2 separate regions of the Bos taurus genome follow, and region 2 is linked to region 1. A link is a contact called in public Hi-C data. All regions are on one chromosome and are shown on one strand. Each heading gives the region's core, a stretch centred on a gene start, on an enhancer-like site or on the middle of the called end of the contact. The rest is flanking DNA. Distances are from core to core; before and after follow the strand shown. Region 1 overlaps NUMA1 (nuclear mitotic apparatus protein 1). Region 2 holds the start of LRRC51 (leucine rich repeat containing 51).

Region 1 (3,992 bases), core at 474-2,973:
AGTGGGGAGAGAGTGAGTGTGTGTGTTGGATGGAAGTGCTACTGAAATCCCAGGTTAACCCTGATCACAGATACTGGGCAATGCTGACCAACTTTCTATGGGAAAACGTTATTGGTGAATGTGTTCTGGCTGATTCGTTTGTGATGCTCCTACTGTTGCTAACAGAAATCAGACAGCTGGTTATCAGGGAAAGACAGCGGAGGAGGGCTAGGTTGGCAGCGGATAGAATCTGTGGGAATTGAACAAATGCTTGTTCCTTGGCCACTTGGCTTTCTCTCTCAGAAAATTCATTAGAGTCAATGCGTCTGACAAGTTTCTCCATTTTTCTGTGTGTGAATTCAGTTCAGTTCAGTCGCTCAGTCGTGTCCGACTCTTTGTAACCCCATGAATTGCAGCACGCCAGGCCTCCCTGTCCATCACCAACTCCCGGAGTTCACTGAGATTCACGTCCATCGAGTCAGTGATGCCATCCAGCCATCTCATCCTCTGTCGTCCCCTTTTCCTCCTGCCCTCAATCCCTCCCAGCATCAGAGTCTTCCAATGAGTTAACTCTTCGCATGAGGTGGCCAAAGTACTGTAGTTTCAGCTTTAGCATCATTCCTTCCAAAGAAATCCCAGGGCTGATCTCCTTCAGAATGGACTGTGTGTGAATAGCCTGAACGAAATAGGCTATCCCATCTCTTTGATATCTGCAAATCAAAGTTCAGTGGAGGCATTTTCCCAGAAAACTTAAAGCCCTGATATTTGCCTTACTGATGTTGATCTCTGCTCATCCCAGTTAAAAGCATTCCTCATCGGTCAGTCAGCCCATATGTACTCAGCACCTGCTGTATTCCTACCTTTCAGCTCACACAGAGTGGTCACTTATAAATGATGTGCATGGGTCTGTGAGTGTTGTAGGAATGCCTGAGAAGGAGGGGGAGACATGACTAGCAGTGGTTCTGTTTGGCTTCCTGCCAGAGATGAGACTTGAATGCAGTCTTCTTAAAGGATGGGCTGTGTTTCCCCAGGACCAGCGTTCTCCAAAGCATGTTCCTTGCAACTGTGCTATATCAGGGGCTCAGTGGTAAAAAAAATGGGTTTTGTGGTCAGATATGTTTAGGAAATAATGCGTATTATGCCTTCTTCTTTAGAAAATGTTCAGTTGGGTTTAACCCAGTATTTCTCAAACATTTAACCGAAGTACCATGTTTATTTTTTTTATCAAATGGAATACACTTAGGTAAATTACTACTCTGTGATGAGGCAAAGAAAGAGTCACAACATTCCACAATGTGGGTGGGTAGGGAGGATGGCTCTTTTGGGAGTCTGAGGAGATTAGCATCTCTGAAGGAATTTGTAGGTGTCCCTAATCACAGACCAGCTACCCAGAGTGCTGCTTGTGGGGCTTCCGTTGGAAGAAGCCTTTGTAATCACTCTGGAGCTGGACAGAGTAACTCCCAGTCTTGGCTGGGATGCTTCTGTGCTTTGCAGGGGGATTCTCAAGTCTGCCCTGCCCTCTGGAAAGTTGATTGAAACCTGGAGATGTGGGATCTGAATAACAGGAGGCCTTTTAATCAGTATCTTCATCTGTAGCCTCGATTGAAAAGTCAGCTTTCTAACTTCTAAATGAGGGTAGTCACTTCTGAAAATGAAACTGCATTTAGCCAAAAGGGCTGGGGCCAGGCCTGTATGAGAGCGCCCCCTGCTGCTCCCTGCCGTCCTTGCTCTTCACACTTCGCTCGCCTTTCCACTTAAACCAGCGTCGCGAAGGTCACAGATCAAGAGTGATCGTCCCTTGGCCTGGCCCCTCAGAGGCCACCTCAGCCTTCAGCCTCGTGAGTGTTGAACTTTGCCGGGCCACTTGAGAGCCTTGTTCCCATCTGCTCTGTCAGTTCTTGGATCTGATTTCCTGTTTCCATAGTCCTCTCACTCTAGCCGCACACATAGTGCGCCCGCACTTGTCCTCTTGTCACGTGTTCCTAGGCGTCCTGACCTTTTACACTGAGTCCTTCCGGACTATTGACCCCAACTTCCCCTCCATCTGTGCTCCTCCATCACTTCTCGGCCTGCTTCCCACAGAGCTTTTCCATATTCACAAATGGGGTGGCAGAGTGCCGTCTTTTCCAGGAGGGCCTCAGGCCTCAAGTCCCCACTTCTCAGCCACCACACAGTTCCTTCTGGGTAAATGGTGTCTTCTCCCCTGCTTCCAGCGCCTGGCCTGGCTCTCCATCAGATCCAACAGAGACCCAGCCTGAAGGGATGGGAAGGTGGTAGGTGATGCAGTAGCCAGGAGGGAAGGCTGGCCAAGTACTCTGGTTCTAACACTTGTTCTTTTTCTAGCCTTGGCACTGATGAGGGGCAGCAAATCCTGCAGCGGCCGGTGCCGGAGAGACTGGAGTTTGTGTGCAGTTTTCTGCAGAGTAAGCACCTTTCTTCCTGGCTGGGAAGGAGCTGCTTCCTGGGGCTCGGGCAGCCAGAAGAACCAGGTCTCAGGTGTCGGGAGGGGCAGAGGCTTGAGGCCGCCCACTGTGTGCCACCGAGATGAGTATGGCCAGGGTGGCTTCTCTGAGTCTGGCCTGCACCAGTTGGGGGAGAGTATCACTACAGTCCCAGAGTATGAGTCTGGGATCCAGGTAGAGCAGGGGGTTGATTCTGGGGACTCATTACCTTGGGTTCCCATTCCTTCCACTGCAAGGAGACAGAAAGATCCATGTTACCTTCTTCCCCTTGCTGGGAGAACAGTTTGCCATGGTAACCCTAAATTAATTGCGTAAGTGATAGGTATAGGGGCACAGGCAGGGCAAGAGTGAGAGCTTGCCCTTCTGTTCTACTGTTTGTGTGACCTTTCTAGACGTGGGTTCCCTGTCTATAAAATGAAGATGATTAATAATTGCTCTTAAGATTGACGTGCAGAGTAAATAAAGATACATGCAAAGCTTCTAGTGGGCTTCCCAGGTGGTGCTAGCAGTAAAGAAACTCCCTGCCAATGCAGTGAGACATAAGAGATGCAGGTTTGATCCCTGCATTGGGAAGATCCCCTGGAGGAATGCATAGCAACCACTCCAGTATTCTCGCCTGCAGAATCCCATGTACAGAAGAACCTGCGGGCTACAGTCCACAGGGTCAGAAAGAGTCAGGTGCACCTGAACAGCTGAGCACACGGGCAGTCAGAGCTTCCAGCGCAGTGCTTGTCAGCCCCTCCCCCATAAGGCTGTGGACACAGTTCTCACCTTTGATCCAGACGCTCTCTGCCATCCCCAACTCAAGAGGCTTATCAGAAAGGTGATGATGGATTAAGATAAAGCAGGGTATTAGTAATTGAGCCCAGCCCCCCTGGCAGCATAAGAAGCAGGTATCCCCCCCAACCCTGGTCTGACTCAGCTGCAGGCAGGCTTCCTCTGCACCCTCAGTTGGAAGGAGACTCTACAGTGACCTAGAATCTGGGCTCCTTCCTCTGTGGTGCTGAGGGGGAGTTCGTGTGTGGGTGGGTGAGTGCTATGTCAGGCCCCAAATCTGCTGTGAATTCCCAGCCTGTTTTCTCCTTGAACTGTCCCTGTAGTCCTTGGACTAGCCCAGGATAGAATTAACTTCAGGTGGAAATGTGCGTGTCGTCTCCTGGCCCCACCAGCCGTTCTGTTCCTCTGACTGCGAGGTGTTCTGATTATCTCAGGGATGGTTCTAGGAAATTCACCTTGTTTTCTATATTATTGTCATTACAGAAAACCGAAAACATCCCTCTTCTGCAGAATGCTTGGTGTCAGTGCAGAAGGTGATGGAGGGCTCAGAGCTGGAGCTAGCGAAGGTACCTGTGGAAAACGAACCTGATGGGGGTGAGAGGGTGGCACCAGAGGGGCCTGCGGGGGGGCCTTCTCTCAACCCACAAGTGGTGGGGGCTTAATTTCTGAGCCTTGTGGAGGTTGGTGGTAGGTCTAGGCAGCCACCTAGCTGAGGCTTGATTCAGTCAAGGATTTTAGCCCATCCTAATGACCAAGAGGTTTACTGGACCATTA
Region 2 (3,992 bases), core at 1,059-3,558, 51 kb before region 1:
GTTAGACTGGAGGTTGGAGAGGTGGGCAGGAGCCAAGTTGCTGCTGCTGCTGCTAAGTCGCTTCAGTCGTGTCCGACTCTGTGCGACACCATGGACAGCAGCCCACCAGGCTCCTCTGTCCATGGAATTCTCTAGGCAAGAGTAATGGAGTGGGTTGCCATTTCCTTCTCTGGGAGCCAAGTTGAGATGTTGCCTAATGCTAAGAGCAGTAGGAAGCCCAAGGTATATTTTTAATTGGGAATGTTGTGGGGGAAGTGAACAATATCAGATTTGCATTTTGAAGGATTAGTCTTGTTGCAGTATGCAAAATGGCTGGGAGGGAAGGCAGGAAGGATGTGATGGGAGCTAGGACTAGAAAAAAAGATACTTAGAAGTAAAGTTGACAAGATTTTATAATGGATGGGAATGGAAGAGGTATTAAAGATAACTCATTTTTTTTTACTTCTGTAATGGTGGATACAGTGAGACATTGGAAGAGATCCTGGCTTGGAGTACATAGAGATTATGAGTTCAGCTGAAGACATGCTAAAGCTGAAACTCCAGTACTTTGGCCACGTCATGCGAAGAGTTGACTCATTGGAAAAGACTCTGATGCTGGGAGGGATTGGGGGCAGGAGGAGAAGGGGACAACAGAGGATGAGATGGCTGGATGGCATCACTGACTCAATGGACGTGAGTCGGGGTGAACTTCGGGAGTTGGTGATGGACAGGGAGGCCTGGCATGCTGCGATTCATGGGGTCACAAAGAGTCGGACACGACTGAGCGACTGAACTGAACTGAACTGAAGACATGTTTGTATGTCTTTGAGATATATGAAGGAGCTATTAAAGATGCAATTGGTTCTATAGATCTGGAGCTTGGGGAGGAGGTTGGGCAGGGTTGGAGATACATACTTGTGTACTGATGCATATAGGCGGTAAACAAAGATGTGGATAAGACAATTCAAGAGGAGAGTGAGGTGGGAAGTTAGCCTAGGACAAAGCATGAGGGAGCTTTAAGATAGTAAGTGACTCAATTAGGGTCAGTTAGGAGTCAACCAGAAGCTAGCTAATCATGGCAGGACCAGACACAGGTGCTGTATTAGATTGTTTACTTCTTGTTTAGTTAAATCTGTTTGATTTCCATTGCCTTCAGTCTCTCTAGTTCCCTTTCCCCATTTAAACTTTCAAGGAAAGATCTGAAACTCATTCAGGGTGAAATGTCAATAACCCAATGTAGGCTATAAAAGGGTCTTTTGCCCCAGGGCAGTTAAACTACTTTGAAAAAGTCCTTAAGCTTATTGAGAGGCTGTAGGCTCAAGCTAGAGACTTGGCTGGAAGATGGCAAACTGGGGTCTAGTCCTAGTTGTCACTGACTTGGTGTGTGGCCTCCGGCAAGTCACTGCTCCTCTATAGGTTTCAGTTTTCCAATCTGTGATATGGGAATAAATATCCCTGGACTCACTAAGTTCAAAAGAAGACTGGATGTGAAAACACTAGTTAAGTCGCTAAATATAAAAAACCGGTCATGAATACTGTTAAAAGGAATGAAGCTTTAACTGCAGAACTTGGAGAAGCAGACCACAGAGTAGTGTAGGGAGAAAATATAATTTAAGGACAGAACCCCTAATAAATATGTGAGGGAAGATCCTGCTGACTCTCTGAAAAGGAGGCCCTACCCTGGGGTCTTCCTGCATGGAAGGAAAGGGGCAGTTCAAGCCCCAGAAAGTTTCCTACATCGCCAGAATTAGGGACTATGATTTACTCTAATCCTACTCCCAGGTTTTGAAGACTTAGTCGACCAGAGGAAAACCAACCCCACGTTTGACGGCGTTTCAGATCTCCCAGGATATGTCACGGATTTGAGACAGTAGTACTGCGGGGAGGGATCTGTCTGGGTATGTTTCTCAGAATTCCCTTCACTCCCCTCGCCCATTTATCCCACAAAGGTTTGTGTCTTGTTCACTGTGAAAAGGAGTTAGAGGCAAGGGGTGGGGGGGTAGGTCTCAGGTTCCCAAGAAAGCAAGCTGTTAAGTCTTTCAGTGTGCCCCTCCCCTCTCCACAGAGTTCTTGTACCCTAGAGCAGGCTTCCTGTTTTCCCTCCCAACTCACCCGCAGTTGCTTCCCCTCCAGCCTCGAAGTCCACTACCTCAAGGTTACTCAGCGCAACTCCATGGTAACTGTTTACGTCACCACGTCCCCTCTAAGAGCCGTAGGCGCTGCCGCGATGCCTACCGGGAACTGTAGTTCCTCAAGGGAAGGGCTCCAAAGCCGCGGGTGGTGCTGGGATTTGCAGTCGTCTTGGCACTCAAGCCGCGGGCCAGGGTCCGGAAGTTGTGGCACCCTTTTCCCCTTTCCAGTGGCCCTCACACTTCCTTTACCCCGGTCCTTCAGGCTGCTTTTGCGTGCGACGCCAGCCTACAGGGGCCAATCGCAGGGCGACGAGAGGGGGCGGGACCATAGTTTAAACTAATTGTGCGCTCACAGCGCTAGCGCGGGCCCGAGAAGAAGGCGATCCTGGAGAAGTGAGAGTCGGAGCGGGAGCGCGCGGCCAGGTAATCGGCGCGGGCCCGCTACTAGCGTGCGGCTGGGGCGCCTCCAGGGATGCCCGAGTCTAAAAGAGGTGCTGAAGAGGCGGGTGCGGGCGGAAGGCCTCCTTCATAAGCGAGGCTGACTGGGGAGAGTCTTTCGAGGGTAAGGTTTGTAAGGAAAGGGCCTTGTCCGAGAGGAAGGTGCGGGGCGTGCTTAGGGGGAGGGTGTGTTTGGGGGCGTGTCCGTGGAATTGTGTCGGGGGGCCGACGCGGGTGTGGGTAATGCAAGTTCCTGAAAGGAGTGTCGCCGAGGGTTTCTGTAGTGGGAAGTCTTCGCCTATTATTGTTAACAATAGTGGTAGTAGTAATAATAAACATTTTCTGAGGACCAACTACGTTTCAGACACTGTGCCACACCCTTTATATGGATCATCTTTTTAATATTCCTAACACTTTATTATAGTTTATTACAGATGGGCCGCCTGAGGTTTATGTTCAGCTTGGCCCCGGTTACATAGCTCGTGCATAGTTGGCTATACAGGGGTTTTTTGTGGGTTGGGTCTAAGTGAAGGGGAGGGATTGTGTTGGCTGTGAGGGTCGTCTTCGACGAGTCAGTTTCTTTTGAGTCTCACTTTTTTCATATGTAAACAATGAATTTACCTGCCTTATCTACTTTCCTGTGGTTATTAGGGTCAAATCAGGTGAGCTGTTTCTTGCAAGCATCTTGGAGAGTACACATTTTTGAGTATAAGTGTTGTGACTGCTGTGAATATATGGGAAGCTAGAGGGAATGTTCAAATCAGGTAAGGCAGCCTTCAGCCTGCAGGGTTGAATGTGTTCCCTCCCTTTCTGATCCTGTGTGGTATTTTCTCCTTCAGAGGAAGAAGCGCATACTTCTTTGTGAAAGCTGCCAAAGTACTCTTTTCTTGGCCCAAGTTCAAGCAAATGATGACTAATTATAAAGCCTGAATCCTAATCCATAGCCAAAAATTATACTCCCCAAAACTAGCAGATCTTAACCAAAAGCTCATATAAGGGACATTTCTATTTAGAATGTTCTTTTTTTAAATTTGTGGAATATGGGAGTGGAAAGAATGCCTTGAACTGAGACTCGAGTTCTAGAACTGTTAGGATGAGGGAAAGCCCTGCCACAGATGGCTAAACAGAGCTGATCAGGAAATGTTTTGGCAGCTTTGTCTAATTGATAAAACCATACGGTCAGTAGGTATGTTGGAGGCCATTTATTTCAGCACAGTGTACATTAAACAGACTCAAGATGAGCCTTTCCAAGAATGAGACCACCCCCAAATGTTAGAACAATTCTAATAAATAGCATAGTTTTGTGCTTTCAGTGGTTATTTCATTTTACTGATATATGTTTACTGTTTTTTTCATCATTCTTTCCTGCATTTTATTTCTTCTTTTTCATCAAATAGATGAATACATACTTCTGATTTTTTTTTTTTTTTTTTGGGGGGGACC

The links. Hi-C and Micro-C count contacts between places; a contact is called where the count stands out from the background.
Region 2: a contact with region 1 is called in a Hi-C map of skeletal muscle, with 3 times the contacts expected there. The contact joins the promoter of LRRC51 here to the enhancer-like site in region 1. A contact is called at or near these places in 4 of 11 Hi-C or Micro-C datasets (blood, skeletal muscle, skin fibroblasts and 1 more).

What each region holds. Positions count from the first base shown.
Region 1 is chr15:51,661,797-51,665,788 of ARS-UCD2.0, reverse strand. It overlaps NUMA1 (nuclear mitotic apparatus protein 1), which reads left to right. Exons shown (of 27, transcript NM_001434779.1): 4 at 2,323-2,402; 5 at 3,702-3,784. Among named protein-coding and RNA genes, the nearest start is that of NUMA1, 15 kb to the left of the region's middle. Within about 2 kb of position 1,723, at least 16 of the 102 cell types and tissues checked have an H3K27ac peak or open chromatin away from gene starts, as enhancers often do. A contact at or near this core is called in skeletal muscle, where this site is marked.
Region 2 is chr15:51,713,181-51,717,172 of ARS-UCD2.0, reverse strand. LRRC51 (leucine rich repeat containing 51) reads right to left here and starts at 2,308. Exons shown (of 6, transcript NM_001024545.1): 1 at 2,215-2,308.